Linked DNA regions of Capra hircus: region 2 is linked to region 1. A link is a contact called in public Hi-C data. All regions are on one chromosome and are shown on one strand. Each heading gives the region's core, a stretch centred on a gene start, on an enhancer-like site or on the middle of the called end of the contact. The rest is flanking DNA. Distances are from core to core; before and after follow the strand shown. Region 1 overlaps AMBRA1 (activating molecule in BECN1-regulated autophagy protein 1). Region 2 holds the start of CHRM4 (muscarinic acetylcholine receptor M4).

Region 1 (6,945 bases), core at 2,912-5,411:
ATTAGGAAAGTACCGGGCTTCTCAGTCTGATTGTAACATATGCAGGGGTTCACCTCAAGTAGTTTTGTGCCACTGACCTGAGTCTGCACGGTTTCATATATCCAAAATCAAGCAACAACAGACTCAGCTTATTCAGAGCCTAACCCAGAGGCCTCTTTTCCTTTGTGAAACCTTCTCTGACTGCCCCAGATAATCACTTTCTCCCCTTTGCTGTTTGTGTCCGGACATAGAACCTTCCTTGTAGTGTCACGGCCATGACAGAGAAGCATGTCAGCGAGCTCCCTAAAGGCAGTGATTGTGCCTTACCCCTTACTGTACCTAGGTAGTATCTGGCACACAGTAGGTGCTCAATAAATGGAATTCAAGTTGTCGAATGGAAGTTACATCCTCTGTGATTCAGTATGCAGTGTATATCCTTTTTGGCTTTCTTAGTTAAAGGAGGGGAAAAAAATCATTATATCACACCCTTAGTCTCCTGGAGGGTCGTCGGCTCAGTGAGTGCTTGTTGGATAAACCAAGTGGCGTGACCAGAGTTGTGCATGGTGAAGACACCGTCTGTAACTTGACTCAGGTGCCCTGGGATTTGTTCTCTGCTATCCCGCCACGGAGCCGTGTCTCCAGCCTGTGTGTTGCCAGCGCTGAGGCCTCTTGGCAGTCTTTGGCACCCGGTCTGCTGTCCTTCAGGCGGGCCGTGCTCACCTCCCCAGCTGCACACTCGGTACAGGACTCGGGCCCCTCCTAAGTCGTGGTGTTGGAGCTGCGCGGCGTCTCAGCGCTGTCAGTGTCCCCGCCAGCCAGTGCTTGCGTTGTTTTTCTCCCTGAATACTCTGCAGTCTCAGAGATGGAGTACTCGATCTTGACCAAGTTCAAATTAGATGCGAATGAGCCAAATTAGATGTGAAGGCTCCGTTGCCCGTTTTTGCTTTAAGTTTTCTTTTCGTTTTCTGTGGAAAGCTTGCACTGGTTGTGCTTGGAAGTTGGATGTTTGGGGACTGAGGAAAATGGGTTCTCTCATCTTTTTTTTTTTAATTATTCTGTTTTGGGGGAGTCTGAGCATTATTAAACTGAACCCTTTTTTCTTTTAGTTTTGAAATGACTTTAGGTTTTGTGTTGTTTCCTGGGGGCAGAGTCCTTATATTAAGAAAGAGTTTCGCTTTACCTCTGATTATGCCCCTAAAAATTTGGTGGACTTGTCTTTGATAGTCAAATTAAAATAAGCCCTTCCTAACTTTTGAATTATTACTCAGAAGTTTAGGATTTGAGGATGATGAATAGAGGAGAATTCACCAAGGGAATTTAATATCTGAATGGGCAAATCTTGACTTGGTCCTTCTGGAGAAAGAGAACCAGGTTTTGAGAAATCAAAAAAGCTGATGGTGGAATTAAGCAGCTTAGTTTTACGAGAGTAAGGGAAGCTAGGGGAAGATAAACCCAGGCCCTAAAGGAGGAGGCTCCTGTGAGGGAGCATGGGTCTTTTTATATAACCCTGGGTTGGTGAAATAGTTATTCTGGTCAATTTATTCATTCATAAATTGACAAATATTTGCTAAGTACCTGTGGGCTGTACTATATATTATTTAAACACCAGCGTCGAGTCTCTTAGTCTAATGGGAGAAAGTAAACACATAAATAAGATAGCTAGTATACCAGGTGGTGGTAAATTCTATGGAGAAAAATATTTTAAAATGTAGGGGTTTCTAGGGTGGAAGTATGCAGCATTAAATGGGGTCATCAGAGGAAGTCTGGTAAGGTGACATTGGAGCAGACACCTCTTCCTTTAGGCAAGCAAGGGAGAAACCTCTGTAGAGATGGGGGCAAGGACGTTCTCGGCAGAGAAGGACAAGTCAAATTCCCTGAAACGCTTGGCTGGAGCACAGCGAAGGATGGCGTGATAGAAGATGAAGTTAGAGAGGTAATGGGGACCAGATTATGTGGGCCTTCTAAGCCATTTAAGGGATTTTACATCTTACTCTGGGAGATTTGGGAAGCCTTGGGAAGTGGAGTTGCATGATCTTATATTTTAAAAGGGTCTCTGTGGCTGCTGATTGACAGTAGACTGAAGAGGCTCTGCTAAATAGGGTAAATTAAAGTTAGGCCAGCAGCACACACTTTGAGATTAATTTGTGTCTGTATTTTGTGGTGAAAACCTGAAGGCGGGAGTCAGTCATTGTGTCAGAATTAGAAGGACCTTAAATGTTTGGATGAGAGTTGCCAAATAAATAAAGAAATAAAGCCTCTTGGCAGGCATATTATCTGCAACGCCTCACCCCCATTCCCCAGCCATGACAGCATGTTATTAAAACTGAGAAGGGGAGAGCCTGAAAGCTTTATAGTGAGCAAGGGATCATAAATGCAAATTGTGAGATGCCTGGCTTTTTTTTTTTTTTTTTGCTCACAAAACTAATACGAATTCGTTTGTAACAATTCAAACATAAAAACGTGTGATTTATCTATCTATAGTACATATCCTTTGCCATGCTAACCACTGTTAACAACTTGTGTGTTAACTTCGGAATTTTTTTCTATGCAAATGAAAACACATTTTTCTTTATTTATAAAAATGGGATCATACTGTCTACTATCCCACCATTTACATATTTCACTTAGTGTGTCATGGACATTTTTCCGTGTTGATGTGTCTGGATGTGGTGCATTCTTTTTAACAGTGGTATAGTATTCCCACGATCGCGTGCACCCTGATTAAGACCCCTGTTGAGGGAGTCTGCGTTGTTTCTGGGTTTGTGCACAGAGGCAGTGCTGCAGCATCTTTGTGGACTTGTGCAGGCGCCTCTAGAGGAGAATGCATTTTCAGAGCCTCCGTCGCTGGGGCTGAAGCGTTGAACATTGTTAATGGCAATTGAAAATTAATTCTATTTATTACTACTAATTTAAAACATATAAAATAATATTTTCTGTTTTAGTGAACATAATTTCGTAGATATTCGTAAATTCATAGATAGGGCTTTTAATCCTGTGGTCCCCACCCCCCCGCCCCACCCCTCCCTTCCCATAAAGTCTTAAATTTCTTAGCAGTAAATCCTACCACTGGGTTTTTCAGGAGTCTGATCCTCCAAGTTGAGAATGACTTCTGTGTGGTTTTTTTTATTCTCAACATCTGCCACCCGGAGGTGTTCTGTGCTTTTCTTCTCCAGCAGCCGTGTATGGGGGAGACATAACCTTGGTTTTGTCTTTGACATTCACTTGACTTACTGGCTCTGGGTCACCGAGTCTTCCTGGCCTTGCTAAATGATCCAAAGAATCCGGATATCTGTTGCCCATCATGAGGTGGTAGCATTTAGATATTTATTTGTTTTCAGGGATGGTTAAAACCCATTTCTCTCTTTGGCAATTTGAGGGTGAGGATAGAGTAGAAGAGATGGTGGCCATTGCTGTTAATCTTTTCCCCTTTCTCTGCTCATCTGCCCAACCAAGTCACATTGTATTTGAGCCTCTGAATTCTGAGTGATCCCTGGTTGTGTCTTGTATATCAGGGATTGGGACGTTTTCTGTGAAGGGCAAGCTTGTAAATATTTCAGGCTCTGCGTAGGCCATATGGTCTCTGCCGCAAATGCTGAACTTTGCCATTGTAGCACAAAAGTAGCCACAGACAGTATGGAAGTGAATGAGTGTGGCTCCGTGCCAGCAAAAGCTTCACTTATGGACACAAATGCGATTTTTATATAATTTTCACATGTCATGAAATAGTCTTCCTTTGATGTTTTTCAGCTATTTAAAAATATAAAAGCCATTCTTAGCACATGGGCTGTACAAAAACAGGCAGCAGGCCAGATTTGGCCGACAGGCTGTGGCTTGCCAATCCTTGCTTATGTGAACATGACTTGGAATGGAAGAGAGTCAGGTGCTATGGTAATAAAAGGCGTTATGATAATGAGAGTCCCGGAAGAGGTAGGTCGTGGGCTCTCGCACTTATTCCCTCTGTCTGTACTTTGGACTGGATGTCCTAAGTACTTGCTCTTGTGAGATTTCTTTGACGGCTTAAGTGCAGGAAGAATTTCTTTGTTTCCTCTGCTCTCTGCCCGGAAGCAAGGTTTTCTAACCTTGCTCCATATCTATCTTGGGAATCGCTGGCAAGTGAGGAGGCTTGCCCTGGTGTTGGGGAGGGTGTGAGCCTCCAGGTCGTCCAGGCAGAGTCGGCTCCACAGACAGCCCTTCCCCCACTGTAGGTCAGATCGGCACCTGTTGGGCTGATGTAAATTATCCCCCGCCACTCCTTTCTCTGGGGCTGCGTGCTGTAGGGAAGGCTGTGTGCTTTGTAGATGCACATGGAGAACCTGAAGAGATGTAATCGCTTCTGCCAGTTTGGAGTGTTGGAGTGCTGCAGGGGCTCAGGTGGGATCTGTATGTGTACTGCAAAATCCGTTTGGAGTGGTTTCCCATGTACTCATTTACCCCCTTCGGGTCCCCTTCTCTCCTGGATCTGTGCAGAGCAGTGCCCTAAAGGATGCGTTGGAGGTTTTGCTGAAGACGGTAACACCAGGTGTACGGGGTTCTGTTTGCATGATGTATTTTGCTTATTGTAATCGGTCCCAGCCCATTAGGGCTGTGCAGGTAGCTTCGCCCCCTCCTCTTGGACTTCTTATATATTTATGGGGTGGAGGTGGGGGGAGTTCCAGTTACATCTTCTTCTGCTCCTTCTTGGAAGCATCTGACAGTGTGTTCACATGAGCACATTTGGTTCTAGTGGGTGGGTCTGTAACATTTGCCCAGAGATTGCAGAATAGCCTTCAGGTACATTTGTTTGGCATTCACACTATTACTAAAAATTTCATTTTTTTCTACATAAATCCAGATTTCTGGATTCTGTAGGTGAAAAAAACACAAAAATGGACCTCATCCATTTCCGTTTCCTGCTTAATTCCAGTTTTGTGTTGGTTCCCACTGCGTTAATTAGCTAGTCTTAAATTCCCTACCGCTTAGCTCCACCAGGGGGAGACACTGGACGTGGTAGGACTCCTCTACCCCACCCCTCCTGCCTAATTCACCCACCTAGGGCGCCCCTGCTGGCTGTAGGATGACATGCCGACAACCTCCTCACCTGAGAAACTGCCTGACTTTTTTTAATAGCAACAATTAATAAACTCCTCCTCTGTTTCCAAAGAGGGAAAGTGGGGGTGCCAGGCTCATTTGCTGACTGGGACACAGTTGAGTGCGCGGATCTCTGTCATGTCAGATTATGCAGTATGAAAGGAACCGTCCTTTAATGATGGACTTGTGTAAAATCTTGGACAAGACTGTCTGCACCTCTCCCTGTGAGCAGAGCGCCTTGGACAGAGGCGTGGGTTTCAGTGACGAGGTCGTTGATTTGGATGTCAACCTGCCAGAGCATTAAAATCGAGTTAGGAGCAGGAGTAGAAGATGTAATGATAAAGGAGTCAAAGGCGGAGAGAGTGGCAGTGTCGTGGAAGGAGAGCTGCAGCTTGTTAGCCTTGTGTCCTTTTCCTTTGCTGCATCGCAGAGTATGAGTTGGAATCTTTTTCCTCTTCTGCTTTTTTCCTCCCCTCCACATGTTCATACATGTTCCTCAGTTTTCCTCTATCTCCCTGCTGTCTCTTTGGGTCACTTCACCTCTTCTTTCCTTTGTTCTGATGGCAAATGTAACCTATTTTGGGGGTCTTTTTTCTTACTGTGATTAAAAAAAACACACACATAAGTTTACCCTCTTAATTTTTTAATGTACAGTCTTGTTAAGTCTACGCACAGAGCTGTACAGCAGGTCTCCAGAAATGTTTCTCCCTGCAAGAGTGAAACGATCATTGAACAGTTCTCACTTCCCCCTCCCACCATTCCCTGGCAACCACAGTTCAGTGTTCTTTTTCTATGAGTTTGATGCTTTAGATCCTCATGTAAGTGGAATCATGCAGTGTTTCTCTTTTTGTGATTGGCTTATTTCACTTAGCATAATGTCTTCAAGGTTCTTCCATGTTTTACCGTAGGACAGGATTTCCTCCTTTTAAACAGCTGAACAATACTCAGTTGTGTATAAATACCGCATTTGCTTTGTCCATTCATCTGCATGTGGGCCTTTAGGTTGCTTCCACACCTTGGCTATGTAAATAATTCTACAGTGAACGTGGGTGTTCAGATGTCTCTTTGAGATTCTGCTTTCAGTTCCTGTGGACATACACTCAGAATTGATATTGCTGGGTTTTATGGTAGCTATATTCTCAACTTTTTGAGGAACTGCAGTGCTCTGTGTCAGCAACTGCACAGTTTTACAGTTCTACCAACAGTGTGCAAGAGTTCCTGTTTCTCCATATCCTCATCAGAATTGTTATTTTCTGTTTTGGGTTTTTTTTGGTATTTTTGTTTGTTTGTTTTTGGAGAGCTGCATCTTACTATTCATGAGATGATATGTCATTGTGGGTTATTTGCAGGGTTGTTTCCCTGATGATAAATGATGTTGAGCATCTTTTCATGCTTATTGACCATTTGTATATATTCTTTGGATAAATGTCTATTCTAGTCCATGGCCCATTTTTTAAAATTGGGTTTTTGGTTGTTTTTAACTTATTGGGGTTCTTTATATGTATTCTGGATATTAATCCTTTATCTGATAAATAGCTTACGAACATTTTGTCCTGTTCTGTAGTTTGCCTTTTTATTCTGTTGTTTCCTTTGCTTAAGTTTTAAAAGTCTGATGCAGTCCCAGTTGTCTGTTCTTACTCTTATTACCAGTGTTTTTTTGTGTGTCTTATCTAGGAAATCATTGCCCGTTCCAATGTCATAAAACTTTCCCCCTATATTTTCTCATAAAACTTTCCCCCTAACTGTGAATTTTATAGTTTTAGGTCATATGTTTAGCTTTTTAGTCCATTTTGAGTTAACTTTTACCTGTGGCATAAAATAAGGGTCCATCTTTATTCTTTTGCATGTAGATAGACAGTTTTCTCAGTACCATTTGTGAAGACTTCTTGCCCTCATTGT
Region 2 (6,945 bases), core at 2,874-5,373, 130 kb after region 1:
CTTCCCCCGCAGACTGGGCGCCCTTTGGCGATATCTGCGCAGTGGGCACACTGAGCAGAACCGAGTGTCCCGCAAGTCAGGTTGAGAGACTCTTAACAGCAACCCCTCGACAAAAGCCCGTCCCAGTCCGGGACTCGGCACCTCTATGTTGGGGACGCACACACCGCGGGGCCCTGGGCTAAGACGATGCCCCCACGTCTGGGGTCTCCCAGGCAACTCAGATTGTAGTCCGGTCTTGCGGTGCAGCCGGGAACGCTTCCCCATACACAGGCGGGGAGCGATCTAGACCCGGGTTCTTGGCCGACCTTTTTCATACTCAGACAGCCGAAGTATGGGCTGAGCCTCCGGGCAGGGGCGGGACGCACAGGACCCATGGTGGGTCCGGCATTTGCTCCCGTACACAGGCTCACAGATGCAGGCACACCCGAACCGTGTGCATCCCCAGGCCGCAGCACTCCAGGCACACACAGAGACATGCACATGCACGTGTCCACACCGCGCGAGCATGCTCACGCGCACAAGGGCGCACTGGTATCCAGGCGTGGCTCAGCGCGCACACACACAGCACATGCAGACAGCTACTAGCTTCTACTCGCGCTCCCCAGTGATCACACACAAACAGAACTCGCACTCGCCTTCCCGCCCACCCATGCCTCGCAGTGTGCCGGATGGAACCGGGTGCCCTTAACTTTCCCACTGCGGAACCCCTGGAGGAGCCCAAGGCAGCTCTGGGGCGGGGCCTGGCGAAGGGGCTCCTAGGCCCTCCCCTGTGAGGCCCTACCTGGGACTTCCCGTGAGTTCCCTGTAGCTCTTGGAGTTTGGGGGCGGTGGGCGAATAGCGGCCACCTGCTCTAGATCCGGAGCTGCACCCAGGGACCGACATTGCCATCTAGCGGTGCACACATCCCCGGGCGGTGGCTGCTCCCCAGGTTCCCGCGGGGCCTGAATCCCAGAGAAGTGCCCCAGCAGAGGGTGCAGTTGGAATGTCTGCGGGTGACCCCCTGAAAGATATTTGGGGCGGAAAGAGGGGAAAGTATTTGCCTAGACCTGTCTGCAGCTGGCCGCTTCCCCAAGCAGGTCCAGGGCAAGGAGTAAACCCTTGGCCACCTGATTGGAGACAAGCTGTTCAGATGGAGGTAAGAGATCTGTTTTTCTCTGGGAAAGCTAAGAGAGGGAGCCCACAGGGAATGAGAAGAGACCCTACACCCAGGCCTCCCCAGATCCACCCCGGTGCTGTGTGCTCAGTCGGTCGTGTCCGACTCTTTGTGACCCCGTGGACTGTAGCCTGCCAGGCTCCTCTGTCCATCAGGATTCTCCATGTAAGAATACTGGAGCGGGTTGCTTTTCCTTCTCCAGGGGATCTTCCCAACCTTGGTATTGAACTCCTGTCTCTGGTGTCTCCTATATTGCAGATGGATTCTTTTAACCGCTGAGCCACCTGAGGCAGGATAGAGTAGAGGCAGGAAAACAAGAGGCTGTTGTAGCACCTGGGGGTTAAGGTGGCTCCCGGGCTCTAATTCTGCCCCCACCCCTCCTTACACACTGGGTAACTTTAGGCAAGTTAATTCACATCCTCGCGTGTAAGAAGATACCTCAGTAAGATGAAGACACTTATAGCACCTGCCTTTTTCGGCTGCTGTGAGGATTAAGCCCGATAATCTATATAAAAAGCTCAGAGGGATCCCTGACTCATAGTTCACACTCAATAAACAAGAGCTATTATGTGATTCCTGTTTGGTACCTCCATCTCCATTCCTATCTCACTGGCCTGTGTCTGGACCCTGGCGGGGGGCTGGGGGGGGAGGTCTAAGGCGAGGGTTTCCTTGAGGCTGGTGGATGAACCATTCCTGTCTAGCCCTCGCCAGCCAGCCTGCACGTGCCTATAGAAGGCAGCCTCCCCAGGCCGGGTGCCTCTGCCTCCTGTCTCGCCCAGAAGGTGGTGCCCAAGCTTCTATTTTGGAGTCTGAGCATGGTACTTGGTCTTTGCCCTTGACTCTTCTGCCACCTTGGGGGTGGCACTACCCTGCTCTGAGCCTCTCCTGTGAACTAAGGATTTGGGTGTGAGGATTGAAACTGCCAGGCCAGGAGGCTGGGGCTGTGAAGGTGGCTGACTGAAGCCGGGCTTGGAGGGGAGGGCGGGTGCAGGGGGGTCACTCTGGCACCTGGTTCCAGCCTCCAGTGCATAATCGTGCTGGAGAGGCAGTTGAGGTGCTGACCCGCATCGCTGCCAGGAGGGAGGCTGTCCCAGGACAGGCAGCCTCTCTCTCTACTTTGCAAAGGAGCCCGGGAGGGGAAGGGAGGCAAGGTGGCTTGCGCATGGCCGCCCAGCTAAGACCCTGGGAGCCTGGGCTGTGGGGCGCGGGCTCCTTCCTCCACACCCCGCTTCCTCCGCCTCTCTCTCACACAGACGCACAGAACTACGTATATACGCCAGGGAGCTGTGGGGCTGGCGGGGCTGTGATGGGCCCGTGTGCGTGTGTAATGGTGCGCGTGTTGGCGGGTGTGAAGGAGGCTGGGCTGAACGGCTGCCCTGGCACAGCGCGCTGGGCGTGGGCCTCCCTCACACGGAGGGAGAGGTGGTGGGGGGATGCGGAGAGGCTTCAGGGAGAGGCCCCAGGCTTGGGGGCCTCCGGCAAGGGCACCCAGTGGGCACTGGCAGGCGAGGGGCACCCTCGGGGGCTGGCCACGGGCGCCCCTGCCGCAGCCCCTCTGGGCCACTCGCTCCCCCTTCGGGTTCCCATCGGGCACTGGCCCCTGGGAAGCCCTTGGAGTCTCGCCTCAGTGGACGGGCCCTTTGGGCTTCTGGTTCTTCACAAACAGACCCCATCTGCCCTTGCGCTGCACCCCCACGCCCTGGGGATGGGGGGGTGCTCCGGGAGGGGCTGCCGCAGTGGCACTGTCCCCTCCTCGTTGAATTTCCGGTTCCACGCCACCTGCTCCGTGATCAGGTCAGGTCACCTCTGGGACTACTGGCTCCTGTGGCTCTTTGGGGCTCCCTCTGCCAGATCCCTTAGCTCTGGGACAGCACCATGAGCTGCAGGAGCTATGGAACCTTGGGCAGGTTATGGCCTCGGTTTCTTCATCTGTTAGTAAGAAATAACAATGTCCTCCCTGGCAGTCGAGTGGTTAAGACTCCGTGCTTCCACTGCAGAGGGTGTGGGTCTGATCCCTAGTCAGGGAACTAAGATCCCACATGCCATGCCCCATGACCGATAAACAAATAACAGCGTCTACTTCCTAGGTTTGTTGTGACGATGAAATGAATGAATACTTACAAAAAGCATAGAAAGTGCTTGGTAGACAATGCACATTAGCTGGTAGTATATATTCTTGCCTCTGTCCCCAGTGCCTTCTGTAGGGATTAGTGGGCAAGTCCCGCTGGAACGTTTGGTTAAGAAGTGACCAAGTTCAAGAGGGAAGGGACATACGTGTACCTAATGCTGATTCATGTGGGTGGATAGCAAAAAACCAGCACAATATTGTGATTATCCTCTAATTAAAAAAACATTTAAAAATCTAAAAAAAGAAAAAGAAGTGACAAAGAGGGTGAATGAAGGAATACCTTTGACCTGAGCCACGCGCTGGTGTCAGGACCACCTTTGCCCCCACCCCTCCACCCATACTGGCCTCCTGTCCATGCGTCGCACGTGCCTCTGGGCCTCAGCTCCGCCATCGCCCTCGCCGAGGCCGCTCTCTGCAGCTCTGACTGCCCATCCCCTCTCTGACTCATTTTCTGTCACCTGCCCTTGTTTTCATTCTAGCGCTTTTTCGTTGCTCATGTGTATGTATGTCTCCCCTGATCGGGATGTGAGCTTCATGAGAGTGGAAGGCTGCGTGTGTCTCCTTCACGTCTGTAACCCCAATGCCTACAACAGCACTTGCACAGAGTTCTGTTCAGTTCAGTCGCTCAGTCGTGTCCGACTCTTTGTGACCCCACGGACTGCAGCACGCCAGGCCTCCCTGTCCATCACCAACTCCCGGAGTTTACCCAAACTCACGTCCATCAAGTCAGTGATGCCATCCAGCCATCTCATCCTCTGTCGTCCCCTTACACAGAGTAGGCACCCAGGAAATGCCGCGTGAGTGGAGACAGGAGGAAGTGATGGGACCGGGTTCTCTAAGGTTCTGCAGGACGATGTTGCTCCTCTATCCCCTTGACTCCAGGGCACCCCACCTCCTGCCTCTCATGCGCTTCAGCAGTTCACCCCCTTCCTCTTTTGTTCCAGACACTGTCCGCCCACTGCCACTATCCAAAATGGCGAACTTCACCCCGATCAACAGCAGCTCAGGCAACCAGTCTGTGCGCCTGGTCACGTCAACCCATAACCGCTATGAGACGGTGGAGATGGTGTTCATTGCCACGGTGACAGGCTCCCTGAGCCTGGTGACGGTCGTGGGCAACATCCTGGTGATGCTGTCCATCAAGGTGAACAGGCAGCTGCAGACGGTCAACAACTACTTCCTCTTCAGCCTGGCCTGTGCCGATCTCATCATAGGCGCTTTCTCCATGAACCTCTACACCGTGTACATCATCAAGGGCTACTGGCCCCTGGGCGCCGTGGTCTGTGACCTGTGGCTGGCCCTGGATTACGTGGTGAGCAACGCCTCCGTCATGAACCTGCTCATCATCAGCTTCGACCGGTACTTCTGCGTCACCAAGCCCCTCACCTACCCCGCCCGGCGCACCACCAAGATGGCAGGCCTGATGATCGCCGCCGCCTGGGTGCTGTCCTTTGTGCTCTGGGCGCCTGCCATCTTGTTCTGGCAGTTTGTGGTGGGCAAGCGGACGGTGCCCGACAACCAGTGCTTCATCCAGTTCCTGTCCAACCCCGCAGTGACCTTCGGCACGGCCATCGCCGCCTTCTACCTGCCCGTGGTCATCATGACGGTGCTCTACGTCCACATCTCCCTGGCCAGTCGGAGCCGAGTTCACAAGCACCGGCCCGAAGGCCCGAAGGAGAAGAAGGCCAAGACCCTGGCCTTCCTCAAGAGCCCCCTGATGAAGCAGAGCATCAAGAAACCGCCGCCCCAAGGAGACGCCACCGCTCGGGGCGAGCTGCGCAACGGGAAGCTAGAGGAGGCTCCTCCGCCCGTGCTGCCGCCGCCGCCACGCCCCATGGCCGACAAGGACACCTCCAATGAGTCCAGCTCGGGCAGTGCCACCCAAAACACCAAGGAACGCCCACCCACAGAGCTGTCAACCACAGAGGCCACCACGCCGGCCACACCCGCACCCCCCCTCCAGCCACGGACCCTCAACCCGGCCTCCAAATGGTCCAAGATCCAGATTGTAACGAAGCAGACAGGCAATGAGTGTGTGACAGCCATCGAGATCGTGCCTGCCACACCAGCTGGCATGCGCCCGGCGGCCAACGTGGCCCGGAAGTTTGCCAGCATCGCCCGCAGCCAGGTGCGGAAGAAGCGGCAGATGGCGGCCCGGGAGCGCAAGGTGACTCGGACCATCTTCGCCATCCTGCTGGCCTTCATCCTCACCTGGACGCCCTACAACGTCATGGTCCTGGTGAACACCTTCTGCCAGAGCTGCATCCCCGAGACCGTGTGGTCCATCGGCTACTGGCTCTGCTATGTCAACAGCACCATCAACCCAGCCTGCTATGCCCTCTGCAACGCCACCTTTAAAAAGACCTTCCGGCACCTGCTGCTCTGCCAGTATCGGAACATCGGCACTGCCAGGTAGGCAGGCAGGGTGCCACTGGAGGTTCTGGCGCGGGTGCGGGCGAGTGCGTGGCTCGGCTGATGTCCAGGAGATTTGGAGGCGCTTCTCAGTGTTCACGTTCTCCGGAGAGAACTGAGGTCCCCGAGACCCCGTGAGGCTCAGAAGAGGCTCTGGCTGGATTCCGAGACCAGGTCTCTGCTCAGGCTGAGGAGGATCAGCCCCAGAAGGTGACTGAGCTGGACGGTCTGACCCATCTCTGTTGTCCTGCCTCAGGGAGCTGGGGGGCACTGGCCTACATGGGCACCTTGCCCCACTGTGACTGGCCGGCATGGCTGAAAGAAGGGACATCTGGAAGGGAGCAGAGCCTCCTTTGGGAGGAGCAAGAGGGCCAGTGGTCGGGAAAGGAGACTCAGGAAGGGAATGGAAGGGGAGGGACCCCTATTCTGCTGTAACCGGTGCTTTCTGCCCCCAACACCCCCGCATGTAGGCTCCGCCCCTCCTTCTAAATACCACTCCAGGGGCAGGGACTCCCCTTGCTGCAGCTACTCAGCCAGGCTCTGGTTGGGTGGGTGTGGGGGGTGGGCTGGCTGGAAGCCAGGCAGAGTGGGCTCTGAACATACCCCTTATAGCACGCCCGGTCACATTTAGGATGGGCCAGTGGGGAGATCAGGGGTTCACTCAGAAACTGGGGTCCACCACCTCCCACCCTAGGCTGAGCTGAACGGTTCCATCCTTCTGTGAAGTTGTCCCTCCCCAAGGAGGGGGCTTGTCCCGGGTCACATGTAGTGAAGGTGGGACTGCGAGGGGTATTCACACTGGCCTCTGCAGAGTATGAGGGACGCTCCAGTGGGTCACCAGGGAGAAACCCTCAGGTTGGGTGGATTTGACCCCAACAGTCTTCCTTGATGGGAGTGGGGGGAATGGGCAGGGCTGGAGGGCAAGCTACCCCCACCTCTCTTCTCTCAAGATAGAACCTTCTGGATTGGCAGGGGCTGGACCCAAAGATCCTGAATCTGGGGAAACTGAGATGGAGGAGTCAGTCCTATCGCCCCCGGGTTCCCTCCCCACCCCTGGCCTGGCCCCTGGAGAAACAGGACTGAAGGGCTCAGGGGACTTGACCGGGGGAACCCTTCCAGGGGTCAATAGGGGCCCCTGGTAGAAATTTTCATAACCATTCTTTCTCCATGAGCTCTGGGAGGCACTCACCGCCAAGCCCCCAAACCCCCGAAAGCCACCATTCCCTCCAGCCCTCTCCTCCATTCTCCCAC

Evidence for each region. A called contact is a pair of places that touch in the nucleus more often than the background predicts.
Region 2: a contact with region 1 is called in a Hi-C map of blood, with 5 times the contacts expected there. The contact joins the promoter of CHRM4 here to the enhancer-like site in region 1. A contact is called at or near these places in 2 of 5 Hi-C or Micro-C datasets (blood and liver).

Annotation. Positions count from the first base shown.
Region 1 is chr15:6,464,735-6,471,679 of ARS1.2, forward strand. The region is part of intron 7 of AMBRA1 (activating molecule in BECN1-regulated autophagy protein 1); the gene reads left to right. Among named protein-coding and RNA genes, the nearest start is that of TRNAW-CCA, 28 kb to the left of the region's middle. Within about 2 kb of position 4,162, at least 2 of the 5 cell types and tissues checked have an H3K27ac peak or open chromatin away from gene starts, as enhancers often do.
Region 2 is chr15:6,594,890-6,601,834 of ARS1.2, forward strand. It overlaps CHRM4 (muscarinic acetylcholine receptor M4), which reads left to right and starts at 4,124. Exons shown (of 1, transcript XM_005690149.3): 1 at 4,124-6,945. The coding sequence starts at 4,136. The coding sequence ends at 5,698.